Linked DNA regions of Mus musculus: all the other regions are linked to region 4. A link is a contact called in public promoter capture Hi-C data. All regions are on one chromosome and are shown on one strand. The core of a region is the stretch at or near the end of the contact, and the rest is flanking DNA. Distances in the headings are between cores, read along the strand shown. Region 1 holds the start of Raly (hnRNP-associated with lethal yellow). Region 2 holds the start of Itch (itchy, E3 ubiquitin protein ligase). Region 3 overlaps a (nonagouti). Region 4 holds the start of Trpc4ap (transient receptor potential cation channel, subfamily C, member 4 associated protein).

Region 1 (3,033 bases), core at 297-2,796, 900 kb before region 4:
GACAGTGGGGCTGCAAGTTCAGAGAATGCTTCTCAGAGGAGGAGGCTCCTCCTGAATATGGGATGAGTGAAAAGGCTGCCTGAGGTGTTAGTTAATAGATTGCTATATCCAAAGTCTAGCGGTGGTGGCACATGAGGTGGAGGCCAGCCTGGTTTACAGAGTGAATTCCAGGAAAGCCAAGGCTACCCCGAGAAACCCTGTCTTGAAAAAACAAACGGACAAGGAAACCCAACAAAGAATAGATGGTATATTTGAGCAAATATAGGAAGACTGTTACACAGAGAGGGAAGTGAGGAGCTGGATAAAACCAGAAAAAGCAGAGGAGGTTGGTAGGGGCTGGACTGATTGATGGAAGTGTTTATTGATCACCATAGTAGGTCTGGAAACACAGTAATGTACAAAAACCAGTAAAGAATTCCTGGTCTTGGCGCTGGGGAGATGGTTTAGTGAGTAAGACTGATTGCTCTTCAAGGCTGAGAACCTGTTTGAATCACCCATTCCCGAACTCAAGAGGCCTGGCCTCGCTGTGATGCCAGCAGTTGGAAGGCAGAAGCAGGGAGGATTAGGAGTTCAAGATTATTCTCGGCTACAGAGCAAGTACAAAGCTGGCCCGGGCTACAGAGACCCTGCCTCAAACTCTGTCCTAATTCCCAACAGGTAATGAAATCACAGGTCTGAAGGGAATGGGGAATACAAATAAGTACGTCTCCAGCTTTCTGGGAGATTTGTGACTATAGCTGACAATGGTCCTCTTTGCTCTCAGAAGACCCCCTGATGGTCTGGAGAGGCAAATTGGGGATGTAAGTGGGAGAGACAGGAGACTGAAAAACTGATTCAAATGGGAGATCCTGACATGATAAATATTTAGGAGGAAGAACCAACACCCAGATTAAGTAAGAAAACATTTCATCCCATAAGGGCAAAACTACTTAATCAGGCTTTTTTTTTTTCCACCTTTGACGAGAGACCCCAGACATCGAAGCGTCTCCGCCCAACCCCAAGCCTTCCCAGCGAATGGTAGCATTCTAATTCCTAGAAAGTGAAATAACCGCTCCAATTGCTTCTGGCCCCTGCCGCACCGCCTCCAGCTAACAGAGAGGGCTCCATCTCCAGGCCTCGCCCAATCAAGCGCCACCCCCGCGCCGCGCTCCTCCCTTAGGATCTTCCTCCTTCCGGCTCCCGCCCAGGGTCTACCTCCGACTGTCCTGCCCGCGGTGTTACCAAGGCCCACCTCCTGCAGACCGGCGGCAACCTCTTAGCACCGCCTCCGCTTCCGTAGGCCCAAGCTCCGCCCCTCAGACTCCTCCCCTGGGCACGCTCTTCCCCCCCACCCCGGCTCCGCCCTCAGCCTGCTGCTCCTCCCTCGTGTCCTCCCGCCCGTCAGCCCTCGGGACCCCCTCCGCCCCGCCTTCAGCACCCGGCTGGTGGAAGCCACAAACTCCTTTCCCTCAGCCCCGCCTGCCTCCTCCGTCCCCCCACCCCACGCTAGACCCCGCCCCGGCCCCGCCCTCCTCCTCTGCGCGCCGAAGCTCTGGACCTTTCCAAAGCCCGGCGCGAGGGGTGTGCAGGGAGCCCACGCGTTTGGAGAGCCCGGCCCGTGCAGGGCGGCGCTGGGGACTGAGTGCTCGGGTGGCAGGATCCTATTCGGAGGACCGAGAGGAGAACCGGGTAGGAGCCGGGGCGGCGGGCAGGCCGAGTGCAGACGCCTGTCCAGCACTCCCCCTCCCCGCGCTCGCCCCATTGGTGGCGGCCGAGCGAAGGACTCGCGGCTGCGGGGCTCGCGCCTCTGTCAGTGCGGCGGGGCGCGCGAGCGGCGCGGGGTGCGGAGCCGAGGGAAGCCGAGGGGGCGGAAGCGGTCGCGACTCTCGCGCGTGTGCTCGGGCTCCTCACGCGGCGGCCAGGGCCGCCTCTTCCCTCCCGCCCTCCGAGAGCAGACGCGCCGTCGCCCTTCGGTGCCGCGCGGCTTCCTCCAGACCTCGGCGCGGGTGAGTGGGGGCCGCGGGCCGCTCCTGAGGAGTGCGGGCGGGCTGTTCCGTGTGCCTTTTTCGTTCCTCACCTCCTCGGGCGGGCCGGTGCCTATTTTTAGAAACTCTTTCTCTCCGCGGTCCCGGGAGTCCTGGGAGCCGGAGTAACTCTCGGCCCCCTCCCTCTGTGCTCCCTCCCGGGCCCGCCGCCCCGGGTCGCCTGCCCCGGGGCCACGCGCGCCCGCCCCTGGACGCCTGGTATTCGCAGCTCGCCTCCGGTCGGTCGGCCGGGCGCGGGCCGGGAGTTGGGGGTGGGCCGGTGCCCGCTCGGAAGTTGGAGTCTTTTGTGCTGCGCCCCGCCCCGACCGGCGAGGGGAGGAGGGGAGGGAGCGGAGGTTGCGCCGGGGAGGCCTCGGGCGGGCTGGGGCCTGGCTCTGGCCTGGATTGGGGCCCCGGGTTTCTTCCGGCTTTCCAGTCGGTCCAGCTCTTTGAGGTTCCCTTAGGCGCGCAAAACTGGTCCTTTCTTTTCCCTCACGGGTCTGTCTGAGCGCCTTTCTCGCTACCCTTGCCTAGCCTTTGCTCGGTGTCTTGTGGAGCGCGGAAGGGAACGGCCAGCCCTCGAACTGGGGGGCCGCGTCCCCCACTTTGCTCCAGCCCGAGCCTCAGTTTTCACCTGGGTGAAATGGGGTCAAGGAGGAACGCAGCCTCTCCGGGTGTTAGTGAATTCAGGGAGGGAGTTAGTACAGGGCAGAAGCGTTAAATGCCAACAGGTAACGTTTAACGAGACTGACCCAGGAACTTCGTGAATGTATCGCCTCATGTCCACACCGGTCTTCCAGAGCTGTCCCTGCTCACAGGAGCAGAAATCAAGGTTCAGAGACATGAAACCGCCGTAGAAGTACAAAGCTGTTAGTAACCGTTACTTATTTCCTGATAGGAAATCTCTTTGTGCAGAGGGCATTTTGATTTACCGTTAGTCTTAACACCGTATAGGTAAGAAAGGTAGGCTCCTCTCTGAGACATTGACTGAGAGACAGGGACTGATCTGCCATAGATAAAATCTCCTTTT
Region 2 (3,043 bases), core at 191-2,690, 560 kb before region 4:
GTAACAAAATATATTTATAATATTTGTTAAAATATCTTATAGTATGCCCAGTGACAAGAATCATCTGGGATGCTAGTTTAAAAAACAAAACAAAACGAAACAAGAAACCAACCCAGATTCTCCTAGAGCACACCACTCTCTCAATATTGGGGATAAAATCTTGGGCCTCATCAATGCTATGTAAGTATCTACTAGTGAGTTACATCTTGAGCCAACTCTTACAGCTTAATCCCTAATGTGGCAAACATTGGCTGGAAGTGCAGAAGAACTTTTAAATACTTAAACACACCAAACCAAAACTAAAAAACAAAAACAAAATCCCAAAAACCCAAACCCAGGGTTTCACCACGTAACCTCGGTTGGTCTAGAACTCTCAAGATATTTGGACATGGCTAGCCTTGAACCCACAGAGATCCATTTGTCTCTGTCTTCTAATGGAACCTGAAGCTTGCTGTGTGGTCTAGGGCGTTGACTAGGGAGCTCCTATGTCTGCCCACCACTGTTAGGGGTCCGTTGGTGCCAGCTTTTATATGAATGCTGGGGTTTCAAACATCCTTGTGCTTGCATGGCAAGAGCCTTTACCCACTGAACCATCCTCCCAACTCAGAATCTTTTTTGTTTAATAAACTCAGCACATAATTCATAATATGGTAGTTTCAAAGGTATTTCGAAAAGTTTAAGTGACTTTCTAGATAGTTTCCTTACGAGGAAACAGGATAAACAATAATAGCAAAGTTTGCTAATTATCACGTGCCTCTATTATTACCACTGCACAGCCTATTAATTCGGTAGGATTAGATGTGTTTTGCCTGGGTTAAGAAGTTTAATTTAAGCATCTGAAAAGGTAACCAATGGCATCTTTCACATAGTTTTGTTGTAAACGTTTAGAAGTATGCTTTTCAGTTTTTATAACTCATGCCGCCTTGGCGCTGTCAAGCTGTCACCCTCCTAAGAACTTCCTGTCAAAAGGTGGAGAAAGGAGAATTTGAACCCAAACAGTGTAACTCCAGAAGGATAGAACCGGCACAGTGCTTCATAAATTGTGATTCCTGCTGTTAGGAGTATCAGGAGAGAACTTGATAAAAATGCAGATTATAAAGCAACCCCTATTCCATCCCAGATCTACTGAGTCAGAAACTGGCGGTGGAGCTCAGCAGTCTGTTTTTAAAAGCTGTTCAAGTGATTCTGAGACACGCTAGCATTTGGTAACAGTCTTTAGAGGTCCTGGCGGGGAAGAAGGGGTCAAAAGGAAGGAACGAAAGAAGAAAGGAAAGAAGGGAGAAAGGAAAGGAGAAAGGAAGGAAGAAAAGAAAAAAGCCTTGGAGATGTAGAGAGCAAGGCTTAGTGTCCACTTCACCTGGAGGTGAGGAAAAATGATTTAGGAGGCTGGCGCGCAAGGCCTGCTGGGGCCTGTAGTCCGGACTGCGCCGAGGAGGCCGCGCCTGCGCACTAGGTGTGAAGTAGCTCTAGTCGCTGTAGTCGGGGCTCGGGACCGGCTGCCATCTTAGCGGAGGGACTGAGGAGTCGTCGCCGCCCCGAGTCCCGGTAAACACGCGCAGGCAGACTGGGGTCATTTCTGTGGCTTGGAGGGAGTTTGGATGAAAAGGCATGGGGAATGCGAAGGGTAGAGGAGTGTGGCGCTCGAGTCTGGACCTAGAGCCGGGGCTGCTCTTCCCGCAGCCGGTGTCCGTGGGGGGCGCCCGGAGAGCCGGCTGGTGGCCCGAGCCGAGTGGCGGGTGGGTCAGCAGGTCGAGCCGAACTGCTAGTGCTTGGCCTAGGCGTCCGGAGCCTGTAGGCCCGCGAGCCCCAAGTTGGGAGAGAGCCGAGCCGCGGCGGACGTGGGCAGGGTCCAGCCCCGCGCCCCGCTGCCGCGCCCGGGGGTTCCTCTCCCGCGGCCCGGCCTACGCGCGGGGCCCGGTGGCAGCGGCCCGCCCGCGCGACGTGGCCCTTTGAGGGGCGGCGGCCGGGCCCACCTGCCACCTGGCAGGCTCCCCCCGAGACTTTTCCAAGCTCCCACTCGCAGAGGACCTTCCCCAGTGACTGCTTCCCCTTCTGTCTTGTACTTCCCTCCTCCCTCCATTGTCCCCACTCATGGTGGTCCCGGCCCAGGCCGGCGCCACCGACTTTTGCAGACGTGGAGCTGTCACAGCCCTTTCTACCGAGAGCGTACTTTTCTTGAGCAAAGAAAAAAGTAGAGGTGAGCGCATTTGAAAGGTGGAAGCCCAATGAGGGCAGGACTTTTAAATAGAAGACTTGAGTTTTGAGACATAGTTCCCGGCTGCAACTTCAAGAGAGAAAAAAAATATATAAGGGTCAGTGCACCCGAAGTAGGCATTGGGCCTAAAGTTAGAGATGTGACCAGGTGACTTGCAAAGTACCCCAAATTCACAGTTCCCCACTCGCTTGTTTTCTTGGCTGTGTTAGAATCCTAATCCTGTTGAGACTTCTGTTCCTCTTTAAGCTGCAGTGAACTTGTTCTAAAGGGGGCAGTGGGGAGAAGAGGGAGGTTTTCTTCTTCACAGTTGACAGAACACCATCTAGCCACCCATCATCATTCTCTTAAGTGGGTGGTTCTCCTGTATCCTTATCTTAAGAAAGTAGGTAAAGGCTGTGTATGTTCACTCCCAGGATTGGCAGAGGGCTTGGTTCTCATCTGAAATAAAGTCTTTTGGGGGCAAGTTTGAGATTCAGCCTTGTGTATCACAGGGTTACCTAAGGCTTAATTTTGCAGGTTTAAAAAAGATTGAAATTTTCTTTTGAACAGTGAATATACTTTGTATGTGTGAGTTCAGGAATTCAAACTTCAGATGTCAACAAGGATATATATACTATGAATCCAAAAGCAAGTGCCTAATACTTTTTACTGTATTCTAGAGTAAATTCTACATTCTTTAAAACAAACAAACAAACAAACAAAACAACAACAAAGATTTACTTAAGAGACAGACTGATCCATGGTCCCAAGGTTTGGCCATTAGTGTAATTACAAGAGCTTTTAATTTTTTTGTTTTTGTTTTGAGACATGATTTGCTCTGTATCGCTG
Region 3 (3,095 bases), core at 295-2,794, 640 kb before region 4:
ACCCCGTAGGGGTTCTTGACCCACAAGTTGAAACAGGCTACTAAAACACACTTTGTTAAAAGGCAGTTAGAATGCCTTGAAAAAAGCAATTAAGGACATGCTAGGACCAAACAGAGCCTTCCAAACCGAAACAGACAGAAAAAAGAATGCTTTCTCGCTGACTGAGGACCATTTCATGTTTTTGTACCTATACCTAAAATCATACTACGATAATACAGGTTCCTACACTCTGATAAATAGCAGATTGAGGCATTGTTGAAATGCACATACTATTCCTGTGTAGTGTGGCTCAATTAATTGGATCAACTATAACCAAAGCAGGGAGCACTGAACAAAATACATATACATGCTAGGTGCTGGCAATACAGCAGTAAACAAGAGATTATAGCTGTGTGGAGCTTACGTCTGAGTGGGGAAACCAGCCTTCAAGTAAATCAATAAAGAAATCTAAAGTCTTATATGATACATACTGTAAAGGAATTAAAGCATGGGGAAAGCCTAGAGAAGTAGCATTAAACAAAAAAAATTAGTAATCTAGAGCAATGTCCAGTAGAAACACAGTATAAGCCATAAATGTATAATTTTGTATTTTCTAATAGCTGCCTTAAAAGACTAACAATATTTAAAACTCGGTATAAAGTATTACTATTTCAACATCTAAAAATTTTTTTAAAGTTACTTTTGTGCAGTCTTTAAAATCTGGTAAATAGCTGTCACTGCACACATCAATTCCAACGCTAAATGTGGACCTAGTATTTATGTTTAACAGGAAAATATATGTTTACGTTACACTTAAATAGAAAACTCGGTTCCTCAGCACACAGGACCTGACTACCAGTGCTAGAATGTCTCTAGGCTATGGGGTAGCTAGCCCAAAGGACAGATGCCAAACACAGGAGTCCTCCAGGGCCAAAAGGAAGTTTGTTTCTCCCTAGAGAAATCACTGGGAGCCCTTAAGCGGACGATGAGGTCATAGGAAGGGCCTTCTTTGGCCACTGGAGGATGTTAACTCTAGAGGACAGGGTGGCTAAGGGAAAGAAGACAGTGAGTGGCCTAACCCAGGGGCAATGGATAACACGGATGGTGACAGGCTTCAAACCGGAAGGTTGTTTAAAATTGGGGCTAAGTGGGGCCTAAGAAAAGGGCCAGGTCAGAGCTAGGTAAGCTTGAAGATGAAGGCGATGTGCAGGTTGGGGTGGAGGGCAAGGACCCACTGGGATGCCCTGTGTGCATGAAAAAAAAGGGGGGCAGAGGTCTCTGGTCCTGGACCTCCACAGTACATGAGCATCGCAGGATGGCGTAGCCCGTTCAGTAGTCCTCAACGTCTCTCCTACAGAAAAAGGCTTCGATGAAGAAGGTGGCAAGGCCCCCGCCACCTTCGCCCTGCGTGGCCACCCGCGACAGCTGCAAGCCACCCGCACCCGCCTGCTGCGACCCGTGCGCCTCCTGCCAGTGCCGTTTCTTCGGCAGCGCCTGCACCTGTCGAGTACTCAACCCCAACTGCTGACGCAGCTTCTTCGCTGCGCGCGCAGCTTCGGGAACGGGTGATTGGGCGGGGCTTCAGGGTCCCGCGCTTCTAGGCTGAGGGGCGGGTCTCTGTGGGTGGGGCTTGTGGGTGGGCGTGGTCAGTGGTTGTGACTTGTGGGCGCTTTCAAAAAACCGGTTTTCTAGGAAACCTAGTGGAAGCTAAAATCAGAATACAATAATATTTTTAGGCTGCCGAGGAAGTGTGACTATTTCTTTTAAAAGCCGAAAGCTTCCGGCCGCTTTCCATTATAGAGTCTGGTCCTTGCGGATACCCCGCAGTCTGCGCACGCGCCAGCCACTCTTGCCCATAGGGAAACTACATAGCGCCTACAGCTGCTCGCGTGGTTGCTGTTGCTGCATCTTAGGGATGGGCACAATGTTGGCAGTTCCTTCCAGTCTGCCAGTGTCTAGGCTGCCTCCAAACTAAGGGAAAGAAGCCATTAGGGAACCACCTTCCAGTCTTTTCACCCATTCTCTTAAGCGGGAGCACAAAAATCTTAAGATGTTCAGAATTCCATTAGCAGTCTCAGCCGGGTGGGCGAGGGGAGGCGGGACCGTGCATTTGCAATGGCTTTCTAAATCCAAAAGGATTTGGGTTGAGGATTCCAGAACTTTTAAGAGGCTCTCAATCAAAGTCACCACCCAAACCCACTCCTCTTTTAGTCACAAGGGCACACGGATGTTTGGACCTGAGAGTTTTTCTTACGCCAGGCAGTAGTCCCAGCCTTTTTTTTTTTAATTCTAAAAATCTTGAGCTTAGACTCCCAAAGACACAAAATTTTAGATAGCCTTCCTCAATCTTCACCCTAGTTCCGTTGACCAGTAAGAAAGTGTGGGGGTTGGGAGTGGGGATGGGGCTGAAAAGCAGCAATCGAGCGAAATTATTAAGGACCAATTGCCAAAAATGTTCCAGACTGTTTCCTGAAGTCCCTCAGAGTCTCAGTCTGTAAGAAGCTGAGGTGTGGTGATGTAATTTTGAAAGAACTGCGCGAGGTAGAACACTCGCAGGAAGGAGTCAAGAGTTTGGGAAGCAGGGCTCGGTAAGGAAGGACCAGCAGGGAGGGGCAAATGGACGCCCTTTGAGACTAGAGGAAGGGCTATAGACAATGTCGTCTACTTGTGGAGGAGGCTATGGAGCTGTGCACATAGTGCTAGGAAGAAAGGCTGAGAAGAAAGTGTGCAGCACAGAGCTCCTTCCCTAGTCTAAGTTGCCCCTACTCTACCCCTGCAAATTACTACACTAGCAATACCAAAAGAAAACAAAAAGGCCTGACCACCCCCACCCCCAAAAAAGATTCCATAGAGAAGTTATCTTATCTCAGCACTGATAACTAGAGAGGGGGAGGGAGCAAGAGGGGTGTGTTTGTGTGTGTGTGTGTGTGTGTGTGTGTGTGTGTGTGTGTGTACAGTGAGGCATAAGGTCTGATACAGGATCAGTCTTTCAGGCCTTTGTGTCTGTTTGCCATTATTCTTTCAAATGCCTTAAACAGGCTGACAAGATGGCTCACAAGCATGCCAAGCCCCATGTAAAAGAGACTCCAGAGATGTCTAACTGCTACAATATACAT
Region 4 (3,063 bases), core at 113-2,612:
CATCCACTCACCTAATTCCTGCCCGTCCCTCTCCCATCAACACTGTTTGGTTCCTTATGTAGTCCTCAAAACTATATACAAAGCTATCTTGAAATTAAGCTAATGTTTTCAAAGTAAGTTCTGGGATCACCTGGGAGAAAGAAGAAAAAGTGAGAGGAGTCACCTATCCTCATCTATTTATTCTAAGGTTGTGCCCTATACACCCCCCTCCCCCGCAACACACAGACACACACCCTACACCACCACATGTATAGGACATCAATCATTACACTTAATAAGCTAGACACTAAACAGAACAATAACTGATTACCCTTCAGCCCTTATATGCACCTGAAATACACTAACACTTGACACATCTATCTCCTCTGAATTTGACAATAGCCTTAAAGGGTGAATTAAATGAGTAAACAACGGCCCTGAAAGGTAACTTGCCCGAGGGAGAAAGAGAATAGGGCTTTGAACTAAAGTTCTTCCCCCAAAGCATGTATCCCTACGCTAGTAAAAGAGTCTTCTGCACCCGTTGGAGCTCAGCCTAATGTGAGATACAGGCGTGAAAGGGCAGACAACAAAGAAATATGCAATTACAGGCAAAGAAAATAGAGCATCAGAAAACGAATTGGGTGATCTGATAGAATAACAACCGGGGGGCCTACTTTAGAAAAGGAGGAGGAACGTTGAGGCCTCTGGGAAGATGACATTTATCATAAGCTTGGGAACCGTTTGGGGGCGGGGGGGCGCTGCAGTGAAGAGGACCCCGTCCTGCTCACAAGGGGCAAACACGAGACCAGTAGAAGATGAAGCCAACTCGCCAAGGTCCTCCAGACACGCAGACGTGGCGCAGGGAAATGAGGATCTAGAAACTCGGCCCAGGGCTTAGACGCGCCATCAATACCCCAGGCAGCTCGACTCCACTCGGCCCAGACCCGCAGGCCTCCAAGCTGGCCACTGCCCTCCGTCCCAACGCGGCTGACAGCGTCCGGACCGCACACAGGACAGCGCCGCGGCCAGCCAAGGGGGATCTGGACGGTCCGCAGCGGCCTGGAAAGGCCTCTTCCCCGGCCCCTGGCCAGCTCCAGCCTGGCCCGCCCCGCCCCGCCCCTCCGGGCCGGCCTCGTACCTGCACCGCCCGGACCAGGCCTCGGCCGGTGAGCTGGCCCTGCCGCAGCTGCAGCAGGATGTTACCCGGCCGCGGTCGACCTCCCCAGCCGCCCCACGCCGCCGCGGTAGCTGCCAACCGCCTCCCCCGGCTGGCCCCAGCTCCAGCCGCTGCGGGCGCTGCCGCCATGTCTCCTCGTCCGACAAACAGGAAGCAAGCGGTCCCGGAGCCGTGTCGATTTCTACGGGGCGGCGGAGGACTCTCTACATCGCCCCTAGTGGACTGACGCGGAGGTGCAAGCCGCGTGGCAGGGACTGTGCGTGCCCCGACGCCTTATGGGAACTGTAGTCTTTACCGAGGGGGAGCAGGTAGCTGAGATGTGGCTCTTCCTGGCCCTCCAGTTTGCTGAGTGGGATACCTCCAGCATTTCTTCGAGGTTGCTCCAAGTGGAAAACCAGTCACTATGTGCACAAGCTCTCAAAATTTTCGCTAGCTGGAAATGATGCAAGCCCAGTGTCCAGGGAAAAATTCTAGGCCCTAGGCCAGAGTTGACACTTGACACGTGTCCCCTTCCTTTTACAATTGACTTTAGCCAAGTCACTACACATTACCCCTAGCCCTCAGTCCATTCAATATTTAGGTCCTGGGAGCCAGACTAGTCAACTAATATTTTTATTACAATTAACAAATATGTGCTTTATGTAAATGAGACGTAAAGGACCATCAATGCTATTGCTTATTCGAAGAAAATGGCGAAAAATATTTCATTTACAGATAGATGTCAAAAAATAGTTCCTAAAGGCACCAGCTGTACTCCTCATACTGAATATATAGGTGAGGTGGAGGGCGAGGTGATAAGCAGAACAGCAGAGGGCCCTGTTAGGGGACGAGGGTTTCAGGGGACCACAGCTAATCCACACAAACAAATGTAGTTATTTATTTGGCAAACTGTATCCCCTATCAAATAGAATATTGCCCTCATTTTCCCCGCAAGTAGAACTGAATTCACTGGCTCCGACAAACCTCGGAAGCAGGGTGGTGCTGACTCTCCCCACTTTCTCTTCTAGGAGGCTATCTTGTAACAAAAATAAGTTGAGTGTGCCAAATTAGGATGCCATGAAGTTTGCTACTTGTAACTAAGGTGGCTATAATTTGTTGCCCAAACCAAAAGTCCTTAAAAAGTGAAATGATGTAATAAGTAACTTGCAGTGGAACAACAGCAGGCATTTGAGATCGCTGCCAAGGCAAACTAGACTGTGACTGACATCTGCATGCTACTTGCAAGGTGTGGCTCCCACTCGCTCCAGCAGATCACTGCCTGGTGACCTGGTTTAAGACAAAGAAAATAGGATAAGGAGAGATGAGTCAGTGGGTAGAAGCACTGGCTGCCAAAACTGACGACCTAAGTTGTTGGGTCCAATGAACCCATGTTGGTGAAAGGAGAAAATAATTCCTCCAAACTGCCCTCTAATCAATCTCTCTCTCCCTCTCCCTCTCCCTCTCCCTCTCCCTCTCCCTCTCCCTCTCCCTCTCCCTCTCCCTCTCCCTCTCCCTCTCCCTCTCCCTCTCTCTCTCTCTCACACACACACACTTTAAATGTAATTTTTTTTGTTGTTTTGGGGTTTTTTTGTTTTTGTTTTTCAAGACAGGGTTTCTCTGTGTAGCCCTGGCTGTCCTAGAACTCACTCTGTAGACCAGGCTGGCCTCGAACTCAGAAATCTGCCTGCCTCTGCCTCCCAAGTTCTGGGATTAAAGGAACGTGCTACCACTATTCGGCTTAAATGTAATTTTTTAAAAAAGATTTATTTATTATTATACATAAGTACACTGTAGCTGTCTTCAGACACACCAGAAGAGGGTGTCAGATCTTATTACGGATGGTTGTGAGCCACCATGTGTTTGCTGGGATTTGAACTCAGGACCTCTGGAAGAGCAGTCAGTGCTCTTACCTGCTGAGCCATCTCGCC

The links. Promoter capture Hi-C pulls out the DNA fragments that hold promoters and counts their contacts.
Region 1: a promoter capture Hi-C map of pre-B cells shows a contact between it and region 4, with 2.1 times the contacts expected there. The contact joins the promoter of Raly here to the promoter of Trpc4ap in region 4. A contact is called at or near these places in 1 of 39 promoter capture datasets (pre-B cells), 1 of 484 Hi-C or Micro-C datasets (embryonic stem cells) and 2 of 115 datasets of contacts at active chromatin or transcription factors (embryonic stem cells and memory CD8 T cells).
Region 2: a contact with region 4 is called in a promoter capture Hi-C map of neutrophils, with 2.5 times the contacts expected there. The contact joins the promoter of Itch here to the promoter of Trpc4ap in region 4. A contact is called at or near these places in 1 of 39 promoter capture datasets (neutrophils) and 1 of 115 datasets of contacts at active chromatin or transcription factors (memory CD8 T cells).
Region 3: a promoter capture Hi-C map of pre-B cells shows a contact between it and region 4, with 1.8 times the contacts expected there. The contact joins the enhancer-like site here to the promoter of Trpc4ap in region 4. A contact is called at or near these places in 4 of 39 promoter capture datasets (the C10 cell line, the HPC-7 cell line, cranial neural crest and 1 more) and 2 of 115 datasets of contacts at active chromatin or transcription factors (memory CD8 T cells and stem cell-derived neural progenitor cells).

What each region holds. Positions count from the first base shown.
Region 1 is chr2:154,789,564-154,792,596 of GRCm38.p6, forward strand. Raly (hnRNP-associated with lethal yellow) reads left to right here and starts at 1,547. Exons shown (of 8, transcript NM_001139511.1): 1 at 1,547-1,985.
Region 2 is chr2:155,132,041-155,135,083 of GRCm38.p6, forward strand. Itch (itchy, E3 ubiquitin protein ligase) reads left to right here and starts at 1,441. Exons shown (of 25, transcript NM_008395.3): 1 at 1,441-1,545.
Region 3 is chr2:155,049,292-155,052,386 of GRCm38.p6, forward strand. It overlaps a (nonagouti), which reads left to right. Exons shown (of 4, transcript NM_015770.3): 4 at 1,337-1,721. The coding sequence ends at 1,507. Among named protein-coding and RNA genes, the nearest start is that of Gm39965, 5.2 kb to the left of the region's middle. Within about 2 kb of position 1,545, at least 406 of the 459 cell types and tissues checked have an H3K27ac peak or open chromatin away from gene starts, as enhancers often do. A contact at or near this core is called in the HPC-7 cell line, memory CD8 T cells, pre-B cells and 1 more, where this site is marked.
Region 4 is chr2:155,691,022-155,694,084 of GRCm38.p6, forward strand. Trpc4ap (transient receptor potential cation channel, subfamily C, member 4 associated protein) reads right to left here and starts at 1,363. Exons shown (of 19, transcript NM_001163452.1): 1 at 1,118-1,363. The coding sequence starts at 1,285.